Regions from separate parts of the Bos taurus genome. Here region 1 is linked to region 2. A link is a contact called in public Hi-C data. All regions are on one chromosome and are shown on one strand. Each heading gives the region's core, a stretch centred on a gene start, on an enhancer-like site or on the middle of the called end of the contact. The rest is flanking DNA. Distances are from core to core; before and after follow the strand shown.

Region 1 (6,000 bases), core at 2,050-4,549, 62 kb after region 2:
TCCTGGCGGACAGCCTCTGCTCTGCATGTCCTCCGCCCACTTCTGGTCCCTGCTGGGTGTGCCCACCCACCCCTCACCCCTGCTCTCCCCCAGGCTCATCGTTAGCCAGAAGGCACGGAGGCTGCTCAAAGGCTCTGGCTTCCACCTGGACCTGCTTCTGATCGGCTCCCTGGGTGGGCTCTGTGGCTTGTTTGGGTTGCCCTGGCTCACAGCTGCCACCGTCCGCTCCGTGACCCACGTGAATGCGCTGACTGTTATGCGCACTGCCATTGCGCCCGGCGACAAGCCCCAGATCCAGGAAGTGCGGGAGCAGCGGGTCACTGGAGTGCTCATCGCCAGCCTTGTAGGTGAGAGCTCCCACCTTGTAAAGCTCCGGTCCCCACCCCACAGACTTGCCTTCTGGAACCTGAAATCCTTTCTCCATCCCCGACTTGACCCAGATCTCTTCTGAGTTTCCAAACGCATCATAAATAGCCCTGGCTCTGACCCCATACCTGTTCCTTGACACTCCACGTGCTTTTTGCCTTGGTTCTCTGTCCTTGGTTCTCTGTCCGGCTCCATCTTCTCTAGATCTCAGTGACTGCACAGGCTCATCTGTCTCTGAAGGCGCTGTTGGAGGGGTCCTGTGGGTGTCTGTCTCCTCCTCCAGGCTTGTCCATCATCATGGAGGTGTCTATCTCCTCCTCCAGGCCTGTCCATCGTCATGGGGGCTGTGCTACGTCGGATCCCACTGGCCGTGCTCTTTGGGATTTTCCTGTACATGGGGGTCACATCGCTGTCTGGTATCCAGCTGTCCCAGCGTCTATTGCTCATCCTCATGCCGGCAAAACACCATCCTGAACAGCCCTACGTGACCAAGGTAGGGCTGGGAAGCATGGAGATGGGGAGATGGGGTGATGGGGGGACTCCGAGGGACCCCAGCACTGGAGATGGACTTGATGACTGGAGGATAAGTTGGGACCTGCGGAGCTGAGTCCCTAAGGATGTGGTGAGACCCGACACCTGTTCCCCAGGTGAAGACCTGGCGGATGCACCTCTTTACGTGCATTCAGCTGGGCTGCATCGCACTGCTCTGGGTGGTCAAGTCCACGGCGGCCTCACTCGCCTTTCCCTTCGTGCTGCTGCTCACAGTGCCTCTGAGGCGTTGCCTTCTGCCCCGGCTCTTCCAGGACAGGGAGCTGCAGGCGGTAAGGGATGGTGCTTGGGTCTGTCTTAGGGGGCCTGGGTCCTGGATTCAGGGAGGCCTGGCTCCCAGTCTCTTCTGTTGTGTGACTGATCTTCTGAAATCTCAGTGGGGCTCCTGGGTTTCTGGTAGCTCAGCTGGTAAAGAATCTGCCTGCAATGCAGGAGACCCCTGTTGGATTCCTGGGTTGGGAAGGTCCCCTGGAGAAGGGATAGGCTACCCACTCCAGTATTCTTGGGCTTCCCAGGTGGCTCAGTTGGTTAAAAATCCACCTGCAATGCGGGAGACCTGGGTTCGATCCCTGGGCTGGGAAGATCCCCTGGAGGAGGGCATGGCAACCCATTCCCGTATTCTTGCCTGAGAATCCCCATGGACAGAGAAGCCTGGCAGGCTATAGTCCATGGAGTTGGAAAAAGTTGGACACGACTGAGTGACTAAGCACAGCACAATGGGGCTACTAATTGATTCTCCCGTATGAAATTGTGATGATTAAACACGAGTCCAGGTAAAGCAATGAGAAGGGTGGTTTGGTGTGAAGGAAGCAGAGGCTGTTGGAGACAGTTGTGAACAAAACACACAGCTAAGGGACGGGTGGGGTGGGTGGCGTTGAAATGCATCCTGAGCCCTGCTTCGGTCAGCTGGAGCAGGAGGCCTCACTCCCCAGGATCTAATGCCTGATGATCTGACGTGGAGCTGATGTAATAATAATAATAGAAATACTGTGCACAATACATGCAATGTGCTTGAATCACCCCGAAACCATCTCTACCCACCACCCCCATCCTTTCTGTGGAAAACCTGTCTTCTGTGAAACTGGCCCAGGCTGGGATCCTCTGAGCTAGAGGAAGGGACATCTTTTTGAAAACTGTCCATTCACACATGGTGTACAAAGGCACCCCAGGAGCTCGGAGCACCAAGAAAGTTTTTCAGTGTGGTGGCTCCTATCATCATCATTAGGAGGCGTCACTAGAGGGTGACCTGAAGCTTTTGGCCAGAGGGAGGTGCTTCAGCCTGGGGCCATGGTCCCTAAAGGTCTGGGGCAGTGAGGGCTGCCATCCAGAGGAGGAGCTGATGAATGGGAGGCGGCAAGCCCACTTCCCCTGCCTTTCCCAACTTTCTACTCCCTTCTACAGCTGGACTCTGAAGATGCTGAACCAAACTTTGATGAAGATGGCCAGGACGAGTACAACGAACTTCATATGCCCGTGTGATCCTCCACCACGGCGCCGCTGGGAGACCCTGACACCTTAGTGATCAACACCTGGGCCCCAGTCAGAGCCCAACCCCAGGGCCAGCTGGCTGCTCATGACCCAGAGACGTGCCTGGAACCACTACCGTTGCCTCGACCAGAAGGACCCCCTGACTCTACCCTTGGCGCTGACCTCGTCTCACCCAGGTCCTTTCACAGACCAGACCGGCACAGGCTTTGAGCTCATTATAACCACACTCCTTGTCTTGTGTCTGCTTCACTTTCTTGTTCCCTCTCTGGTTTCTCGGGTCATGCTTACCATCTGGAATTGGAAGAATTCTGTTTTCAGGGTCATCAAAATCAGGGAGAGTTTTGAGGCAAGGACAGAATTCTTGGGGGAAATGGAGAGAATGGAGACCATAGAAGGTCAGAGATGGGCCTTATCACCCACCCCCAACCCCACCCCCTACTCCTCTGAAGTACAGTTCAGCTGCTGGAGGCTCAAGGTCTGGCTTAAGGTCATTTGCCATTAATGCAGCCCCAGTTTAGAAGGGGAGGGAGGGAGAGGGGAGAGAGAGCAGGTTGCTCTGCTTTAGCCTCTAGGGAAACCAGAGCGTCCCAATGACTGTGGAGCTACTGAGGGGAATGGAAAATGTTTTTCTTTTCGTCATCCTTGACATTCCGAAGAGCAGGGACAGTAGCTGCCCAGTCCCCTAGACGCCAGGGTGGAGCTGGATTTGGGGTCCCTGGACCATTTTAGATTCTCCAGGCTTAAAGGAGAGGCAATTCTGGGACTCCTGAGGCCACTCCTTGTGCAACAGTCTTTGTTAGGCCAGAAATAACCTGGGAGGCCTTGAGGAGGGTGCAAACTGGGAGCCCGTTGCGTCACAGTTACTAGGCAACCAGCAGCGTGCTTTAGCCGTTAGTCCCTGTGTTGCCCTCTGGTGGCCGCTCTCTTACACTGCAGGCCCTGTCCGGTCTGCGCCCGGGAAGCACTGCCACCTGGTGGACCCGCTGTGGTCAAAGATCCCGTTCAAGTACATTTAGTTCCTCCTAGGGAAACAACCGGAGAAGGCAATGGCACCCCACTCCAGTACTCTTGCCTGGAAAATCCCATGGACGGAGGAGCCTGGTGCGCTGCAGTCCATGGGGTCGCTAGGAGTCAGACACGACTGAGCGACTTCACTTTCACTTTTCACTTTCATGCACTGGAGAAGGAAATGGCAACCCACTCCAGTGTTCTTGTCTGCAGAATCCCAGGGACGGGGGAGCCGGTGGGCTGCCATCTATGGGGTCGCACAGAGTCGGACACGACTGAAGCAACTTAGCAGCAGCAGCAGCAGCAGCAGGGAAGCAACTCCTAGGCCTTCCCTGGTGGCTCAGTTGGTAAAGAACCCAATTGCAATGCAGGAGACCTGGCTTTGATTCCTGGGTGGGGAACATCCCCTGGAGGAGGGCAGAGCAACCCACTCCAGTATTCTTGCTTGGAGAATCCCCATGGACAGAGGAGCCTGGCGAGCTGTTGTCCATGGGGTCGCAGAGTTGGACACGACTAAGCAACTAAGCATAACATAGGGAGACAAGAGGGTGGGGCAAAGAGGTGTCATGGACTCCCGTGAACACCCGAACTGGGATGCCTCGACCCTACGTTAACGACTTCCTCTGGGGCTGGCCCAACTTCTTCCTTCTTCTTTCCCCATTTTCCTCCCAGATGTTCAGGCCAACAGCTTAGAGCCCTGAAATTTGGAGAGGGCATAGAGAGCTGTGAGACTGTTCTGTTCATAAGGAAGAGAGACGCCAGGTGTCCCTCCAGCTGTCCTCGGTTGTCATTCAGACTTAAGTATTAATGTTTCAGTCCAGTCGGCTGCTTGAGTCTCTGGCGCCATGAAGGCCTCCAATTGCATCTGCCCTCCGTGAAGACAAAATTCCTTTTCCCTTAGATGGGCCAAGGGCAGGTGGAATTGCTGAGGAACTTCGCCAAGGAGCAAAGTGAAGGTCAAATATAAACTGGGACAGAGGCATGCAAAGCCGATACAAAATGCGGAGATGGCAGAGGCCACACGTAGATATAGCCTTGGCAGAGATGCTTTGCACGCAGGACCCTGTTCCTTTCCTGAGCTCTAAATCAGGTCGCCTGGTCCCATCTTCTGGGCCTTGGGGCAGCTTCCCTGTTGGGTCTTGGGGATGCTAAGACGCCCACGGGAAGGAACCAACTTCTATCAGAACACCTGAGAGGAAGTAGTGACCTGGGACCTGAAATCTCGGCTCTTCATTGGACAGAGTTTGTGTCAGTCATCTCTGCCTGGCGAGTAACTGAGAACTGTGGGCGTTGCTCAACTGGAAAACTGAGAAACTAGGGGGCGGGGCCTTTGGAAACTGAATGAGTCTTCAGTTCAGTTCAGTTGCTCAGTTGTGTCCGACTCTTTGCGACCCCATGAATCGCAGCACGCCAGGCCTCCCTGTCCATCACCAAGGGTCAGGTGGCCTCCAGTATAACTAGGCCCTCGAGGCCTCAGTCAGAACAATGTGGATGATGATTTAGCTGCTAATTCGTGTCCGCCTCTTGCGACTCCACGGTCTGTAGCTCGCTAGGGTCCTCTGTCCATGAGATTTCCCAGGCAAGAACGCGGGCGTGGGTTACCATTTCTTTTTCCAGGGGATCTTCCCAACCCAGGGATCAAACCCGGTGTCTCCTGAATCCTAGGCTGAATCTTTACCAACTGAGCCACCAAGGAAATTAGGTGAACAAATTTCAGTGAAAGATTGAGCGAATTATAACCTCTGGATATGGACATCCCTTCCCAATCCCCTCCATGGGAAAGGACACGAATAATGCCTAAGAGCTTGGAGCCTTAGAGATCATCACCTTTACCCTCCCCTTCCCCTACCCCTACCCCAGAGGGAAGACGACTGTAGGGAAGGAAGTGCAAGGCCAGAATTGGCCAACATAAGCGCTGAACTGGGCCTGCGTTGGGGGGAATTCTTTCTCACCCAGGATGGGGGTCTTTGGAGGTGCTGAGACCACTTAGGGGGCTGAGCAGCTCACAGGTTTGCCAGGGATGGGTCCCTTGAGGGACGGCCGAGGACAGAGGGAGAGTGGGTGCCAGGGTAAGACAAGGGGAATGGGACAGTGACAAACACACAGAAAGACTCGTGGCCTGGCCTTTCAGAGATCATTCAGAGATCTTTGCGTTTGGAGACATTTGGAGTGTGTCCTGAGGCCTTGGCGGCATCTGTGTTTTCTCTGACTTTCTCTTTACTGACCCTTCAACTTTATCCCCCTGAGGTCTGCAGCTTGACTGAGGCTGCCTTCTTCCAAGGGTGGAGGGGAGCCAAGGGAGAGGAGCCCATGAGGTCCTGGTGGTGCAGCTCTTTGGGATAAGGGCAGGTAGAGGCCATACTTCTGAGTGACGGGCTCCACCACCTCCTGCTTTACAATGGAAACAGCTTGGCAAGTGGGCACATCTGGGATGGCCCAGGACCCTTCCAATAAGGAGGAGAGTGGGCTCATTGCCATCTTAGCCCTTCCCCTTGCAGCTCTCTGAGCAGGGATATGGCCGCATTCTGGGCAGCTGCCCCAAGCTTTCAGTATCCTTGGACAAGTTCAAGTCCACTTCAGGCCCAGAGA
Region 2 (6,308 bases), core at 3,373-5,872:
CGGAAGCGGTAGTCACCCTCGGTCGGCACGCAGTCCCCGGGCACCTCCACGGCCCCGGCTTTCTCAATGCTGAAGCACTGTACCCAGTCTTCCGAGCCCACCTCCTGCCGCTCCAGCCGGTAGATGAAGGGGGTCTCGGGGGTGGGGTCTGGAGGCTTCCAGGTGAGCAGGACCGTGTTCCTGTGGCCCTTGAACATCTCAGCCAACACTGGGGGTCCTGGGGGATTGTGCTTGATGCCTGAGACAGAGGCAGGGTTTGCATCCGAGCCCTGTTCCAGCCTCCCACATCCCTGGGACCTAAAGTCAACTTTGCCAACCCAGACTCTGTCATCTGGTCACCCTCCTGCCCTGACCGTCCTGTCCAGCCCTTAAGGAGGTTGCCTAGGGGCTTTGGGGCCCTCACATTTGACTCTAAGCAGAGTGGTGGTCCGGGAGTTGCCCAGACTGAAGGTGACCTCCCCAGCATCTTCTCGGGTGACCCCTGGAAGGACCAGGGCGTGCATGTGGCCTGAGCTGCTCTGACAGGTGGCCGGCAGGTCCTCTCCGTCGCGACTCCAGCGTCCCTCCACCCCAGCCTCGCGTGTCTCCACCAGCAGCACCGCGTTTTCGCCCTCAAAAACGTCGAGCTTCCGGGGCAGCCGCTTCAGGATGGGCCCTGAGACAGGGATGGGAGATTATCAGCCCGTGGACTGGGCACCGGCCTGCCTCTGTCTCGGCCTCCCCCATCCCCGCCACCGGCCAGCCGACCTTTGACTGTCACGTTGGCCACGGTGCGCACACGGCCGCGCATCTCGCACAGGTAGACGCCGTCGTCGTCCGCCTTCAGCCTGTGGATGATGAGGCGGCGGACCGTGCCCTCCTCGATTTGCTCGTACTTGCGGCAGGGCAGTAGTCGCTGGTCCTCGCGGAACCAGGCAGTGGGAATGCGAGAGTTGGGGACTTTACACTCCAGCACCGCAATTCCATGCTCTCGGCCCTCCACGTCCTGCAGCGGCCTAGAGAAGCGGAGGCGGGGCTCTGTGGAGAAGAGAGAGACCAGAGAAGGCTCTGGAGAGGGCCCCGACCGGGAGAAAGACCCTCCTCTGTCACCCACTGCCTAAACCCATGGTAGCTCAGGCCATTTGCTCTTCTCCCAGAGCTAGTAGCGTTGTATACTCAGAGAAATCCTCAGAAGGGAAGTCAGATGACCCGAATTCTCGTTGACCCTAACACATCACCCTGATCAAGGCCATTTTCACGATGCTGGGCCGCAGTTTCTTTATTTGTAAAGCAGAGAAAGGGATAGAAGGGCTTGGGGCTGTTATCAGGGATTTTCAAAATGTTCTGTGGGGCCCCTCATGGGCACCACACACAATTCTGTAAGGGTTTGAGTTGAACTTCATTTTGAAAGTACTTCAACCACTTTTAAAACTGAATTTTACAAAAAGAAAGCATGATGACAGAAACGGCCAGTGGGGTCACTTGGGCTGCTAGGGGAACGGCCGCCTTGTCACTTGGCTCTGGGAATCTCGGCCTTCGTCCTGGACTTTTCTGTCCTCAGGGGGTGAGAGTTCAGCTCCGCCTGGCTGGTTTGTGCACATCAAACTGTACCCAAGAGGCCACCAGCCGTGGTACAGGTGCCACATGCTTGACTGCGTGCCAGGACAGACTCGGGAGATTTGCCAACTATTTTTCTCTGAGGGAAAGAGTTGGGTAATAACTAGTGAAGGTATTATGCCGTGAGTTGCGATGAACTCCTATTATGGGCAGCTTTAACTTCCAATGTGAATTTGGCGTGTTTTTCACCCCTGACTTTTCTAGTTATGAGCAATGTAGTGTTTATTAAATACCATTGGGGGCTCAACTTTGAAATATAAATTTCCTCTCCTTCACTTTCTTCTTCTTGCAAACCCGGAGAGCAGTCTAATGACAGAATAGTCAAAAATTGGGGGGCATTTTTTTTGCCCTCAAGTTTTCTCCCTTTGGTGTGAATCGGGAGTTTGTCAGTGTGACACCTGAAGCTACGCTTTCCCCATGGGGCTCAAAAGCTAGACCCAGTTATGAATGGTTAAAATGTGTGTGCTTAATAAGACAGATCCCTTGTTCTCATTGACTGACTTCATAAATATATGTTACAAATTTGGATTTAGAAATTTACACCCATAAAATGATTCTTTTATATAATACACTGGGGCCCCAATGGGGTTTCCACTGGGGAATGGGTGGTGAGATAACAAAACCCCATTGGGGAATGGGTGGTGAGAGAACAAAGAGGCTGAAAAACACTGAACTACAAGAGTTGTAGGTCCCTTTGGGTCATTCAGTCATTCCTTAAAGGCCTTTATGGAAGAGTGGTTTTCCACCATCTGCCTCAGAATCATTTGGAGAGCTTGCTAAGAAGTTCCTGGAGCATACCTTGGAGACGTACTAAACGCGAATCCCTGGGGGATGGGAGGGAGGGAGGTGGGAAATGGCATTTTAATATTCAGCCTCCCTTACTCCTCGCTGTCTTCTAGGCACTGAGTGGGGCTGGAGTTAGTGGGGTCAGGGAGGGCGCTGGAGGCCCCTCGCCCCGGCCGCCCCTGGCCCCGGCCGCCCGGGGGCGCCGTGGTACCTTTCACGTGCAGCTGCACCGCACTGAGCGTCTGGCCCGCCGAATTGCGCGCGGCGCACACGTAGAGCCCACGGTCCTTGGCCTGGCAGTACAGCACCTTGAGCACAAAGCCGCCGTCTCGGTCGCGGTACATGAGGCGGCGGCGATCGGGGAGCAGCGGGCGGCCCTCCCAGTGCCATTCAATTTCTGGCTCCGGCTTGCCCATCACGTAGCAGCGGAACTTTGCGTGCTTGCCCTCGTTCACCCAGAAGGTCTTGGGCGCGCACTTAAGCGGCTCCACCACGGGCGTGGGGGCCTCGTCGGGGTCCTCGGGCGGGCTCTCGGGGGTCTGCTGCACCTGCAGCAGCGCCCCGGCCCGCGCGTGGCCGTGGGCATTGCGGGCGTGGCACACGTAGACGCCCGAGTCGGGCAGCCGAGCCGCCAGGATGCGAAGCGCCAGGCTCGCGCCCGCGCCCGCGCCCGCGCGGCCCGGCTCGAGGGAGAAGTGGCTGCTGTCCCACACTTCGTCCAGCGCCATCCCATCCTTCTCCCAGTAGAGCGTGGGCGCGGGGAGGCCCCCCACCTGGCACTCCAGCACCACCTCCGCCCCCCGCAGCACCCACTGGGACCGGGGCCCCGTCAGGAACACCGGGGCGCCCTCTCCGGCTCCGGGCGGCGGCAGCGGGCGCTCGGCGAGCTGGGGCTCGGGCTCGTGGGCCGGCGGCTCCAGCACGGTGACGGCAGCTGCCGCGTAGGCCTCTCCGGCCGAGTTGCGGGCGCGGCACACGTAGACCCCAGCGTCGGTGGGCAGCGCCCCGCTCAGCAGCAGGCAGTGCTCGGCGCCGTCCACCGGGAAGCTCAGGCGATCGGAGGCCGCCAGCTGCTGCCCGCCCTTCTCCCACACGACAGTGGGCGGCGGCTCCCCCAGCACCACGCACTTGAGCTCGGCCTCCGCGCCACTTACCACCCGCACGGGCCGCGGGAAGCGCAGGAAGCACGGGGGGCTCCCCTGATCCCCCGAGCCCGCCTTCATCGTGGCGGCGCAAGGGCAGGCCGGGAGCGGCGGCGGGAGCCCGGGAGGCGGGGCGCGTCCGGGGACTGGGCTCCGGGACCCGCGGGGCTCTCTGCTGTCCGCCCGCTCCCGGCTCGCCTCCTTACCCTCCGCCCGGAGCTGCTGCTCTGCGGCTGCGGCGGCGATTCCCGGGCCGGGGGCCCAGGGCTCAGGGGGGAGTCCTTCCTGTTTGCCTCTCCAGCAAGGGGCCCCGCAGCCTCCCCTGCCTGCGGCCTGGCTTCCTGCTCCGGAGAGCCGGCCTTCCCAGCCCCCTCCCACAGCCAGGGCCTCTTTCCCCTCCTCCCTCCCACCTCCAGCCGCCAGGTCCCCAGCAGTCCGCCAGAATCGGGCCTGAGTGACAGAGAAGCCTGCAGCTGCCAATCCCAAAAATATTCTCTGATGACACAGCTGGAGAACAAGAGCCCAGACCAGCTCCTCCAGGCTAAGTTTAGAGCAGGCGGGACCCCTGCCCCCCGCCCTAACCCCAGTTCTAGCCCCCGCCCCGGCCCTTCCCCCTAGGACTGGCCCAGCAGCTGCTGGGTTGAAAAGGGCCCCAGGAGGTTCGAGGGGCTGGCTTGCTCTGTCTCCCTGACAAATAACGCTTTTTAGACCTGGCAGACCCCCAGTTAACAGGCTCCTGTCCCATCTGGTGTCACCTCTGTGCTGGGTTGTGACACTGTGTGACTCTGTGTGTGTGGAGAGCGAGGGTTTGTATGTGTGGTTTAGGTCACTTGGGGTGAAAGCCCTCTCCAGCCCCTCCCCCACATTCCTGGCGGGAGTGGGAGATAAGGCTCAGGGCCACAGACATCTGCGTCAGAGATAGGAGGTCTCAATGCCATGGGCAGGGGCAACTCGACTGCGGGGCGTGGGAAGGGCTGGGGAAGACTGGGGTGAGAAGGGTAGAAGAGGGCGGTGGTGGGATGGGGAGGGTGGAGTGGGGAGGCCCTGGGCAGACCCTGGCAGAAGGGGCACAGGGCAGGGTGTGGGTTCCCAGTGGGCAGGGCCAGGGGAGCTATGTGGCTTCAGCTGCTCCTCTTGCTGCTGGCCCCTCAGGGCGGGCATGGCTGTCATGGGCTGGAGCTGGACCGGGAACTTGTCCTGGCCAAGGTGAGGGCCCTGTTTCTGGATGCCTTGGGGCCCCCACCGGTGACTGGGGAAGGTGGAGATCCTGGAGTCAGGCGTCTGCACCGGAGGCATGCCGTGGGGGGCTTCATGCGCAGGGGCTCTGAGCCCGAGGACCAAGATGTCTCCCAGGCCATCCTTTTTCCGGCTGCAGGTAATGAGGGTGGGGTACTGGCACCTTGACTCTGACAAAGAGTGTGGTGTAGCCTGGGTTCGGGAGCTAGGCAGGTTGGGTTGAATCCCAGACCTGACACTCAGCTGACTTTGCAATAATGGACCAGTTACTAAACCTTCCTGAGCCTCTTGTCTCCTCATCTGTGAAAAGTGCCATAACGCCTACATTTCAGGATCGAGTGAGATGGTATATCCAGAGTGCCCGGTTCATAGGAGCCATTTGCGAGATAGTCGTCTGGGAGGCCGAGGGTGTCTAGGGACAGAGAGATCCGGGCGTGTGCCCCTTCCTGCCATCTTTCCTCCTACCTTTGCTTTTGCACCCTGCTCCAAACATTGTTTCTTTAGCCTCAGACAGCTGAGACTTGAGAAGATATCAGGGATGCGGGAGAACAGTTAGTTGGGAAATTAACCTACCTTCCCTTGAATTCTCTTCTCATCTCCCCAGTCAGTTGCACTGACTCAGTGAGTAAAGCCCTCCACTGGCTGGACCTTTTTGTAACCTGGCTCACTTTTCTCTCAGAGAGGATGCTCTGCCTCCCTGTGCTTCGGGCCCCAGGCAGCACAGTGAATGTGGCTTTAGGATCAGGCAGAATCCCAGCCTGGGCACTTAGTTTAAGGGCTTTTCATCTGGCTCAGATGGTTAAACATTTGTCTGCAATGTGGGAGACCCAGGTTCAATCCCTGGGTTGGGAAGGTCCCCTGCAGAAGGGAATGGCAACCCACTCCAGTATTCTTGCCTGGAGAATCCCATGGACAGAAGAGGCTGGTAGATGGGGTCACAAAGAGTCAGACATGACTGAGCGACTAACACTTCTCATCTGCAAAATGGGTCAGTTGTTGTGAGGTTTATAGTGAGATGTTCCACATAACAGTACAGCCCCAATTGCTAGTTCTTTAACTCCTGCTGGTTCGTGACTGTTTGATGCAGTCTATATACTTGTCAGGGTAAGTATGCCAACTGCATTTTCTTAGAAAGCACTGTCCTTGATTCTGAGCTGAATCCTTTCTCCTCTGCCCCATCCCCTTCCTCCTCCTTCTTGGTGTTAACCTTTATAGAGTGGAATTATTTTAAAGGGTTTCTCATGCAGTATTTCTGACATGAGTAATATAACAAATGCCTGTGTACATAGCATTCAAGGTACCATTTCATAGTATCAGGTAAAAATTTAAATAGAAACTAACAAGTCTAAGCAATGGTGAAGGGAGAGAGTGCAGGGCATCTTACACATCACTGATGGGAATATTAATTGGTAAAACCACTTCAGAGAGAAGTTGGCAGTGGCTGGCATTTTTGAAGTCTTTTAATGCTGAAGTAACACATGGGGATTTTCCTAAAGGAAATCAGTCCTGAATATTCATTGGAAGGACTGATGCTGAAGCTGAAATTCC

What was found. A called contact is a pair of places that touch in the nucleus more often than the background predicts.
Region 1: a Hi-C map of skeletal muscle shows a contact between it and region 2, with 2.1 times the contacts expected there. The contact joins the enhancer-like site here to the promoter of INHA in region 2. A contact is called at or near these places in 2 of 11 Hi-C or Micro-C datasets (blastocyst and skeletal muscle).

What each region holds. Positions count from the first base shown.
Region 1 is chr2:107,560,427-107,566,426 of ARS-UCD2.0, forward strand. It overlaps SLC4A3 (solute carrier family 4 member 3), which reads left to right. Exons shown (of 22, transcript NM_001191387.1): 19 at 94-347; 20 at 690-859; 21 at 1,014-1,187; 22 at 2,317-2,641. The coding sequence ends at 2,394. Among named protein-coding and RNA genes, the nearest start is that of SLC4A3, 14 kb to the left of the region's middle. Within about 2 kb of position 3,300, at least 27 of the 102 cell types and tissues checked have an H3K27ac peak or open chromatin away from gene starts, as enhancers often do. A contact at or near this core is called in skeletal muscle, where this site is marked.
Region 2 is chr2:107,497,207-107,503,514 of ARS-UCD2.0, forward strand. It overlaps INHA (inhibin subunit alpha), which reads left to right and starts at 4,623. Exons shown (of 2, transcript NM_174094.4): 1 at 4,623-4,899. The coding sequence starts at 4,638. OBSL1 (obscurin like cytoskeletal adaptor 1) reads right to left here and starts at 3,605. Exons shown (of 21, transcript NM_001075491.2): 1 at 2,594-3,605; 2 at 748-1,017; 3 at 404-655; 4 at 1-238. The coding sequence starts at 3,605.